Regions from separate parts of the Mus musculus genome. Here region 2 is linked to region 1. The links are chromatin contacts, called in public HiCAR-type maps. All regions are on one chromosome and are shown on one strand. Each heading gives the region's core, a stretch centred on a gene start, on an enhancer-like site or on the middle of the called end of the contact. The rest is flanking DNA. Distances are from core to core; before and after follow the strand shown.

What was found. HiCAR-type assays count read pairs that join an accessible place to other places.
Region 2: a HiCAR-type map of astrocytes shows a contact between it and region 1, with 2.6 times the contacts expected there. The contact joins the promoter of Mrpl50 here to the promoter of Tgfbr1 in region 1. A contact is called at or near these places in 2 of 39 promoter capture datasets (liver and pre-B cells) and 1 of 115 datasets of contacts at active chromatin or transcription factors (astrocytes).

Annotation. Positions count from the first base shown.
Region 1 is chr4:47,350,578-47,356,395 of GRCm38.p6, reverse strand. It overlaps Tgfbr1 (transforming growth factor, beta receptor I), which reads right to left and starts at 3,174. Exons shown (of 9, transcript NM_009370.3): 1 at 3,000-3,174. The coding sequence starts at 3,084. It overlaps Gm32435 (a long non-coding RNA gene), which reads left to right. Exons shown (of 3, transcript XR_390551.4): 3 at 2,158-4,082.
Region 2 is chr4:49,519,578-49,524,942 of GRCm38.p6, reverse strand. It overlaps Mrpl50 (mitochondrial ribosomal protein L50), which reads left to right and starts at 3,860. Exons shown (of 2, transcript NM_178603.4): 1 at 3,860-3,981. The coding sequence starts at 3,890. Zfp189 (zinc finger protein 189) reads right to left here and starts at 3,767. Exons shown (of 3, transcript NM_145547.3): 1 at 3,348-3,767; 2 at 2,461-2,545. The coding sequence starts at 3,380.

The sequences.
Region 1 (5,818 bases), core at 1,925-4,424:
GGAACAATCGTAATTCCTAGCCTCACATGGGAAACCTTCAAACCTCACTGGAAAATCCAGGATAGTTTGGCATCTGTTCATACAAAATCCTCCATGACAGAACACAACAAAAACCATGTAGATTTAGGGGATAACTAGCAGTACTAAGCTGGTAGTTGCTCAGCAAGAGAGGATGTTAGGGACTTTTTCCAAGAAAGCCCTGAAATTGCAGGCAGCAAACAGCATTCTAACAAGTGATGCAAATATAAACAAGTAATATTGTGTATTTGTCCAGGGATAAGGGATCAATTTCCCTACAAAAATCTATATTGGAGAAAACATATGCTAGCAGAGAAATATAAATAACAGACAGTAAAGAGCAATTTCAAGTTTTAAGAGAAGCTAAATTATAAAGAAAAGCTGTGCATTTCTTCAGAATGTATAAAAGGCTACACTGAAACAACCTAACGAAATGAGACAAGGTGAACTTATCTAGGTCTAGCGTCTTCTTTTTGGGGGGTGGGGTTGAGATAAGACCTCTATATTATGATGTCCTAGAACTCACTATGAGATCAGAATCTGCTGAGTGCTGAGATTAAAGGCATGAGCCACAGTGCCCTGCAGGCCATAGCTTAAACTGATTCCTAATTCCACATAGAGATGCTGGGTCATATAACAATCTGGCAACAGTAAAGGACTTGTGAATGTATAACACCCCAAAATTAATTCAAAATCAACTGAGTAATGAATCTGAGGTGTTTCTGGCAATCCATGCTTATGTTGCAAGATGCAACTTCACTACAGTCTTGGTTCTAAACACACATGCTATCGTGCTATGCAGTGCTAACACAGTCCAGACTATTATTTTATGAGTTTTAATGTTTTTATTGAATATACAAAGTTTTCTATTCTTCCAGAAACATACACAAACTACAGAAAAGACTTTCATTCCTCATGTATATCAAAGTGGTATATCCTTGACCAATTGTATTGTGTTAAAATGTCTGATTTTAAAAACTGCTGTTTAAGTTGCTGACTTAAATTTCATTTTAAAAATTATTACATAAATCTCATCTTGTGATTAAGATAGAATTGCAACAATTTCTGAAATGGTCCTAAACATCTGTAATTATGTGGAGTCGCCAGCACTGGATGATTCAGTTCTTTAAGAAAAAATAAACTCACCCATCTCATTACTACAGAAATGTGCTTTAATCTTTAATAAATGGTAAAACTGTATATACCAATGAATTGTTTTAAAATAATTTTATTTATGCTCTATTATCAGTACATTTGATTTATATACCCATCTTTTACATTTTGTATGTGACTCATGGGCACATACAATCTTTTGAGAAAAGAGGGTGGCAAATGGGGAAAGTTTATGAAGTACTAGTCTAGGTTTTGAGCAATAAAAACATCTAGGCTAATTTTGTATTACATCATTGCCTAAGTAGGCTATAAAGTCCTCCAGGACATGAACCAGCCTTCTCAGCATCCACGTCAATACTGCTAAATGCATGAACGTGTCCTGCTTTGTTTTAGGTAGAAAAGAATTAATTACTTTACCCAAATAACTGTTAGATATGGTCACTTATAGTTGATGCATAATTATAACAATTCTCCCACTTTGTCCACCATTATTTCCTTCCTAAGCCAATGTCAAAAACCCATTGTATCTTCTACTGTAGACCTATGTAAAGAGAATGTTCAAGTAAACTAAGAAACTGATGGCTAAGTTATGTTATCAAATATCAACTGTTCTTTAAGTGAGTCATGCTACTTTGGTGTAACAGGTGCACAGATTTTGAACCCTGAAAGCCTAAGTGCAAATCCTAATTTCTGCACTTACTAAGAACTTAATCTTCTGCACCTCAGTTTTCATGTCAATATACAGGACAAATACTGGTACTGCGAGGGTTCTGATACTGTGTCTTTTACATCTGCATTATAATCAACTCCCAATAAACAGTAACTATTAAGTTTAATCATAGTTGGCATCCACAGTCTGGAGAGACTTTTGTTTTGGCTTGTTTTGCTTTTTAAAATGTTGTTATCCAATTTCCGCAACAAAAATGTATTTTCACTGTATGCAGGTTGCTAATGCCGAGCCTCAGTATTTTGCTTTCTCCTATTTTAATTGGTTCCTGACAAAGTTTTTTTCAATCTTCCCTCCAGAGGTGACAACCAGTATCACGACCGGCTTTAATATTTTGGGAAACCACACATTTCCCTTCAAACCCCAGCTACACAGAGGTCTGGTTTTAAAACTACCGCTTAGGGAAATGATACACCCAAAGCAACGATCCCCTCGAGAAAAGGAATAATTTGATCAATTCTACAGAACCGTTCCCATTCAAACGTTCCCAAATCTGCAGAGTGAGCAAACGTTCAAGTTTCTACTAGCAAGAAGACAATCTGCAGCCTTCTGGTTACTGGACTCTGAACTCTTCCCAGACTCACGAAGCGAGAACATTCCGCGCATCTTCGCGCCTGCTTCTCACACAAAGCCCCTGGTTGAAGAAAAGTCGCCCTAGGCGGGCGTCGGCACTCACGGCGGTGCGGCCCACCCGGGGTCTCTGCCCACGGCGCCCCTTTCGACCCTCCGGGGAGCCCTCCAAGCGCCCGGCCCCGGAGCGCCTCCACGCCGGTGCCCGCCCACGCCCCAACAGCTTCAGGCCGGGGCGCATTTAGGCAGTGGAATCAGGGGGCCACGGTCCCGGCCGGCCTCGCACCCCTAAGGGCAGCCCCCGACCTCGGCAGGCTCGCCAGCCGCTGCCCCCCGGGAGCCCAAGAGGGCCGGCCTCTGCTCGGTGCTCCGCCACCCGCGCTCGACACCGCCCCCGCCCCGCCTCTCCTCCCCGCCCCGGCTCGCGTGGCGCCTGCCGGGTCAGGAGCGCCCGGCCGGCCGGGCGCCGCCACCTGCGCCCCCGGCCCCGCGCCATGTTTGAGAAAGAGCTGAAGCGAGCCAGAGGCCCGGCCCGGCCCGCGCGCCCCGCAGCCACCCGCCCGCCACTCACCCTTCGCCCCCGGGAGCAGCGTCGCCGCCGCCACCAACACGATGAGGAGCTGCGGACGACGTGGAGCAGCGGCCGCCGCCTCCATGGTCCCGCCGCCACTGTTTGTGGCCCGGCCCGGCCCCGGCCGCAGCTTCTCCTCAGGAAGCCTCGCCCCTCCTCGCCCCACCTCCCCGCCGCCGCCGCGGCCTCGCTCCGGCCCTTTGTAACTGCTCGAGGGGCGTACGCCCATTGGCTGCCCGGCTCCCGCCGACCCCGCCTCCCCCGCCGCCCGCGAGCGCCCTAGCGGGACCTAGCCGAGAGCCCCGCCCGCGGGGCCCTGGGCTACCAATGAGCGGCCGTGGGTTTCTGCCTCTAACCACGCCCCCGCACTGCTGGGCCTCTGACCACGCCCCCTCACCGCTGGGCGCCTTTACTCCAGCCACAGCGGGCAGCTCGCGCTCCCGCGGCGGGTGGGGGCAGGGTCCCAGTCTGCGCGCCCGAGGGAGCCCACGGTCCCGACTGAGCGCAGGGTGTGCCTGTGAGAGTTGCTCAGGGAAAGACTGTGACCGTTGCACGCTCTTTTCTTCTACTCCAACCCCACCCTGACTTCCCCTGCACAGTCCTGCACCCGCAAAACCCAACTCTCGCCACTCGGACCCTCAATATTGTCCGGGGTTCAACTTCCCCCACCCTAGACCCGCGGCTTCCAGCCTCCCCGCAAAGACAGTCCGATTTCTTTCTGCACTCCACGTCCGCCCCAGACCTCGTCGTCCTCTCCCCAAATTCCAGTCTCAAAGTCGGAGCCCAGTTTCGGAATCCCAAGGTGGAGCTCAGACACACCCCCGAGTGGCCTCTGTGTCTCGGCACCGTAAAAAGACCCAGACTAAGGGTCCCCGCCGCCCTCCTTCCCTCCCACCTTTGCTGTCCCCGCGTGGAAGCGGAGAGGCCCACGGGTTTCGAAGGAGGGAGGATTGCCCTACGAAGAAGCATCCCGCCCCGGGGCGAAGCGGGAGCAGTCATAGGTACTTTGAGTTGTCTCCGACACTCCTGTGTAATAATTTCGAGGTGTCACTAAAAACCCAAATAAACTCAGCTCCGCTTTCATTCTGAATTCCTAATTTACTGTGAGACGCTCCACCCACCTTCCCTCTGGGACGCCAAAATGAGCTCCAGATTTGTAATTCTTCCTGTCAGACTAGTCCTTTCTTCAGACACAAACACAGTCACGGAGGCGGCCGCATGGCACCGACAGCATTTTTCCGCAGAACCTTTTAAGGAGAAAATGTTATTTTCTGTGTGATTTGAACTCGGAATTAAATAAAGCTCCGTAGTAGGAATCAGCCGGCCTCTAGTAGCTGTTGGTAAATTGCTTTATAGCCACTTTCCAAGAGTTTGATCCTGCTTATGAAAGCAAACCGTGGGGGCTAAGAGCTGGGGTCTGAGACTGCTCCTCGGCTCCAGCTAGGACACGCTTCAGCAAGTCCTCAACCTGCCAGAACCTGAACAGGCCTGCTCTCTGGGACTCCAGAACCATCAGTTCCTGCCTCCCCTGGCTCCCCTGGCCCCCCTGGCTCAAATGCCCTGAGGTTACAGGGACTAAATTTGACCAGCTTCTAATGAAATCTCTCTGGGAGATATAAAGAGCCTGACACACCTAAAATCTCCAGTGACTGCCCCCGCCTCACCCCCACCCCTAAAGCCTTGTACTTCCTAGGCAAGTACTCTACTCATAAGCTATACCCCCAGCTCTTGTGCTCCTATGTGCACCGTATGCAAGTAGTGCTTGTGGGGTCCAGAAGAGGGCGTCCAATCACTTGGAACTGGAGTGACACCTGGAGTGGAACTGTGAGCCACCTAACAAGGATGCTAAGAACGGAACCACTTCCTCTGCAAGAGCAGCAGTCTCTTAACTATTAACCTATCTCTCCGGCCCCCAGCCCTTGGTTTTTAAAGATGGGGGTCTCACTATGCAAACCAGGCTAGACTGAAACTCGGAATCCTCCTTCCTTAGTCCTCCACCTCCCCTCCCCCAGGCCTGGGGTTGCAGCCACATGCCAAGATGCCCCCCCTATTTTTCTTTTTCTGATCTAGTCTGTGTCTTGCATAAGATCTCAAGAGATTTTTATGCTATGCATGAATAATTAATCTCATAGGAATTTTTTCTCTGGTTATCTTTAATGGGTTGCAAATATTAAAAGCTCCCATCCCACTTATAAATGGGACTGAATCACAAGTCCAGAGTGCCTTAGTGACATAATGTGTCTGGAACAGTGTCTGGGACATAGTAAATATTTAGTTAATACCATTTACTTTGCCCCCTCCCCTTTGCATGATGTTAACCTTGAGTCTAACCCAATGCTTTGCCTTATGAAGCCTGTACTGATCAACATGAGGATTTTTTTCTGTGACACATTTCCTAGTCCAGGACATTTTCCATGGAATGAAGTGTGTTCACTTGGAAACTGAGGAACAAGAAGGAGAAACAGACTATTTTTAAATTATATCTTTCTGATATTAGGGGGAAATTTCCATGAGCTACAGATCTGAAAACAAGCTGTGTTAGAATGAAACAAAACCTGTCCATTTAAATTTGGGACTCTCTACAGTTTTTTGGGTTCAGCTGCTTGGGTCTGGGACCTGGAATGCCTGCTTAAGCTCCTCTGGAGGCAGTCCAAGAATATGCATCGCTAATAAACTACTCAGGAGGTTCTACTGCACAGGGCACCTGACCACTTCAGAAGACATTCACCTGCTTAAATATAGTAAAATGAATGAACCCACCTGTGTTGAAAGGTTGAGCCAAAGGTCGAAGCCTCCAGCCTTAGAGACTTCTGGACCCT
Region 2 (5,365 bases), core at 2,611-5,110, 2.2 Mb before region 1:
TTAGTGTAGTTAGTGCTAAGCAGTTTAGTGTTGAGGCAATAATCCAACCACGAGCAACAGTTTTTAAATTAACTTGTGTTCTTCCCCAGAAACATGACCATTCAAGCAGCATGTGATTCAGGCCTAGCTTTATGGTAAGTGCTGGAAACATGCAATGAAAAAGACAGTTACTGCCCTCAGTGCTGACCAGTGTGTCCTAAGAATGAACATAAAGAATGGTTTGCAGAATGATAGAAATGGCAGTCAAGACAAAGTAGTAAAGAGGGGGAACTTCACTGTGCAGAGGAGACTCCTGAGACTTGTCAGACATAACTTACATTGTTTCCAAAAGAAGAAAACTGCAAATGTGATACTCAATAGAGGTGAAAAGAAAAAATATCAATCAAATGAAGGGGGGGGGGGAGGTGGTGGTGTAAAACAGGAAACATCAACTAAGACTGTCATTATTTTTATTATTCGCTGATCAGCATTTGAAGTACTTTACCTATATATTAGCCCAGTTAGAGAAACAACAACCTAAGAAGTACATGTTGTTACTATTTCCATTTACTGAAGAAAAATGAAAAGATTTCCCCACAGTCACGAAACTGGCAGTGGAAGAGGTCAGATTCACACGTAGGATGTAGGTGGGTGCCATATTACCTCTCATAGATGAGATTTACCATCGAGTGGTGGCAGCCAATGATCTGAGTACAGGGAAGGCCCTCTGAGCAAAGGGTATAGAGAGCAAGGAACACAAGCAAACAGAAAAAAAGCTATAAAGAGCTTTAAACAGATGTGCAGTGGGGGCATGCCTGAAGTCTCAGTAATTTGGGTGACTGGAGCAAGAAGATTGTGAATTTGAAGCCAGCCTGGGCTTTGAAGCAAAAACCTGTCTTAAAACAAAGTCATAAACATCCATAAAAAGGTAGAATAAGGTCCAAAATGTGTCTGAGGAGTCTGAGCAGGCAAGACAAAAATCACAGACATGAGAAGGTAGAGTTGTATAAAATACACAGGAATTAATAAAACCTTGACGGGCAAAAGAAATGTAGTAAGTCACAGAAAACAGCATGAGGGAGCCATTGGTCCAGTTAAGTTTCTTTCTTTCCCCCAAGTTGGGAAGACCATGATATAAATCTATATTAGAACAAGGGTTACTAAGGTAAAGAGCTGGGGCTGTACTTCACTGGTAGAGAAGATGTTTAGCATCAACAAGGCCCTAGGCTCGCTTGATCCTCCAGCCCAGCCTGGTCTATAGAGTGAGTTCCATGCCAACCGGGGCCTCACAGTGAGAACCCGTCTCAAAGAAGTCAAACCAAACCAAACTAAAACAAAAAGAAAACAAAAAACCCTCCTCACTAGATACTTGTAGGACACTGATCCTGCGATGCTTGGGAATCAGGTAGAAGGGGACAGAAGGGACAGATCTTATAAAAGATACATGATTTGAAATTTGCAGAGTAAGTATAGCAATAGTATCAAAGTGGCCAGACAACATGCTGGCAATTAGAAGAGATCTTCACAAGTCGGGAGAACTGAAACCATGGGGGAGACATGAACACATCACGGGACGGAAAATGCATTATGAATGAATTGCTTCAAGTGGAAAGGTGAAGGAAAGACGGAAATGTAAGCTGCAGTTAGGCTCCACCAGGGCAAGAAGCAAGCCTTTCTGGCTCTTTGTTTAGTTGTCAACAGTGGTCAGAGACCAGGATACTGTGTTTTCAGACTTGCTTGTCATAACAAAATTAAGGCCAGAGTCAATGGTATGGAAAGCAGGGTTCCTGAAGTTTACAGGATCAAGACCCACTGCAGCTCACTCAATGACTGGGTTAAGCAGGGTGGTGGTGGTGGGGGGGTGGTAGTGGGAGGTGGTGGGGGTGGGAGGTAGTGGGAGTGGGAGGGTCGTGACAGATGATGATAAACAGGAGCACTGGGGGAAACAGGACTGCTGACCCCACATGAGGACATGCTCCTGGAAGGTGGAAAAATAAATGCTTTGGGACAAGCACTGGGAGAGCTGGGAGAACACTTAACTTCTGCCTCCCAGTCCTGAGACAAAGCAAGAGGAAGGAGGACCCGGGAGAATGAGCAGCCCCCACTTGAAGGTCTGCCAGAGAAGTGGTGTGCTCGGCTCTGTGCCAGCTTTCAGTGTAGGCCGGAGCGGTAAGGAACACTGTGTGATGAGCAGCCCAGGCTCCAGAAGGCAGAGTGAAAAGAGGGTGGGAGGAGAGCCGTGGGAAGATGAACCGGGAAGGAAAGTACAGAGCCAACAGAGCCGTCTGGGAATGAGATTCTGAAGCTGCCAAAGCCAGCCTTTGCTAACAAGGAAGCGAGGGAGACCAGAGTTGTAGAAAGATCCGAATCAGAAGGTTGGGACAAAATAGTGCTGGTGTCAGTTACACTGCTTGACGCATTCTGGGTTTAAGTGTTAGTACCTTATTAGATATTTTAGTTAGAAAAAGCGTGCATTCTTACCCAGCGAGACCAGCTTTCCGTAGCTGTCCATCATGACATCTTTATACAGGCTTCTCGGAGCTGGATCCAGATAACCCCACTCCTCCTGAGTAAGAAACATAGCCATAGCCTCAAATGTCAGCCACTGCTGGAATTGTTTTCTCTCTGTAGTCAGTTCCAGTGGTCTCTCCACTGAAAGTGGGAGAAGTTATTGTCACTTTACCATGCTCCCATTCACTAGGAGGAACACGGTAAGTAAGAGTTCCAAAAGGTGCTCAATTCATGGCACCTCACACTGAAAAGGATCTGGACTGGTCTAGATCCACGCCTTCCAAACTGAAGGTCTTCTCTGCTTTCGTTATTACACACTAATACCACGACTGTTTTTAGTTAACAGCCTTAAGACCACCCCAACGTTCCCTGGCCTCACTGTTCGCCCCAAGCTTCTACCCACACCAGCTTGGGACCCAATTCGACGCAGTTCCATTAGGTTTTCTAAACACTCACCTTGAGTTCAGACATTGTGCTAGCTGCAGAGGACAGACGAGATTTAAAAAAAAAAAAGAAGAAAAGAAAGAAAAAAGTGCCTCACCTGAGAAACTCATAAATGAGATCTAACTTGGAGCAGTCTTAATTTTCCCCAGCCGATTTATCAAGTTACTCTTGAAAAAAAGAAAAAAAGAAAGAAAGGAAAAAAGAAAAAGGGGCCTTGGGGAGTTTGTAAGTGAACTAAAAGCACCTTGCAGCAAGGGGTATGTCCCGCAGCAAGGGGTACACAGGAGTTGACTGGGGTCCTTTCTTAAGAGTTGTAGAAATGGCCAGGAGGGGGACAGGGGAAGAGGTGATGGCGCGGCCTTGCTGTCTTGGGAGTGGCGAAATAACGGAGATCTCTTGAAAGGGCAACTCACCTTTGGCTCCAGCGGTGGGCTTGGGGACGCCATCGCCTCGTTCAGGAATAGCAGCCACACGACATTGGGGCTCTGATGAGGCCTAGATGGCTGTTGGAAATAAGGCTCGGCGAGAAGGGGCTCACCGGATGGGTCTGGTGTGGTCCTGCCTCTGTCTCGGAGCGGTCAAGTTCCTAGGGGCATATCAGACGTTCTGTCTGGCTGTCCTCCAACCCCAAACCCAGTCCTCTGTCCCGCTGCCTAGCCTTAGGGTCTCCCTGTAATATCTCCTCCTTGTTGCCAATTCCTCCGCCTCAAAGTCAAGCTGCACTACTACCGACCACCCCCGGACCAGAAGGCGTTACCCGGAGCCTTCGCGGAACCGCTCCAACTACAACTCCCAACATGCCCAGGGAGCGAGCCACCGCCTTCTTCCGTAAATGGCAAGCGAACTACATTTCCCGGAATGCATAGGTCTGGGCAACGTCAGGGGCCGCTGAAGTAAGCTCTCATCTGATTGGCTGAGTCGGGCACGTCTGGCGCTCTTGGGTTGCTTGTCGAGAATGGCGGCGCTGATCGTGTCTCGGTTAGCAAGAAGAGGCTGGCTGTGGAAGCTTCCCTTGGCAACACGTAGAGAATTTTGGTCTCGATCCAGGTAAATCTGAGTGTTTCTCAATGGTCTAAGTTCCACGTAAGTAATCAGAAGCGGAGGGGACGAGTTCAGAGGGTTAAGATGGGACCCTGGTCCTGAGCCTTCAGGAGTTAGCGTGGAGTAGGGATCCGAGCTAAAAGCTTACGTTTCTGCGATTGGCAGGACCGCTTCTAACGGCAACACGGTGCGCTTTCCCAGATTTCACTGATGCATACAACAAATAGTTTCTAAATGCCTTCCGTGTCTCTAAGTGTGTACCCAGCAGTACTCTCTTTCCCACGCTTTAGTTCCACACGGGAGGGAACTGAGGCCCACTGAAGAGAAGCACGCACATGGTGGATCCAGAAGCCCCGTGACTTAACTGCTTATCCACAGTTTTCCTCACTGCATCCTGTGGGATCTATGTATATTACTTAGATAATATTTAGGGCCTGAAAATTTAACCGCTGGGACCTCAGAGAACAACGAACGTATTAAGTTAGAAGTTTGAATCCTCACCCCATGTATTAACTCTAACCTTTCCCTGGTTAGTGTCAGATGTCCCAAGTTCATTTCTTTTTTTTTTCACTCAACAGATATTTTAGTGTTTACTATATGATAAATATTAAAGATAAAGTGGTTAATTAGACCAAATCTTTGTCCTCATAGGAGAAGGGGGGCAGTTGGTGATAAACTGTTCATTTTTCAGGTAACCGTTCTTTAAGGTGTAAATGGATGTAGTGATGTATATTCACATAGAGGAGAGATTTCAGCAGTCAGGCCAATCCCACCTTTTTACATCCCTTTTTGCGTTCTGTTTGTTTGTTTTGTTTATTGTCAATCATCATAGCTCTGTGTTAGAATTTTAAATCTTGAAGCATAATTTCTTCCATGTTTTTCTTGCTCATGATTGCTGCAGCTATTCGTAATTTAAGATTGCTCTTTATGTCTTTGGGAAAAGCCATTCGATTTTTTTGAGTTAAGTATTTAAGTAGTGCAGACATGGAACAGTCATTGAACATGGACTGTCTCTTCATTTATATGTGTGTTTTCTGTTTCTTTCATGGATGGTTTAGAGTTTTAGAGTATAGATCTTTAACCTGCTTGGTTATTTTTTCCTAAATATTTTTTTCCTGCTGTTATAAACAAACCAGATTTCTTGATCATTTGGGGGGGGGTGATTTATTATTTCTCTAGAGAAACCACTGATTTTATTGAGGATTTATTTTATTTATGTCCATATGTGTATGTATAAATATATGTGTGCTGATACTCTCGGAGGACAGAAGAGGGCGTCAGATCCCCTGAGTTTGGTGTTACAAGAGATTGTGAGCTAGCAGCCTGAGGTGGGTGCTGAGGACTGCACTCTGGAAGAGCAGCGAGTTCTCTTAACTTCTGAGCTCAAAGC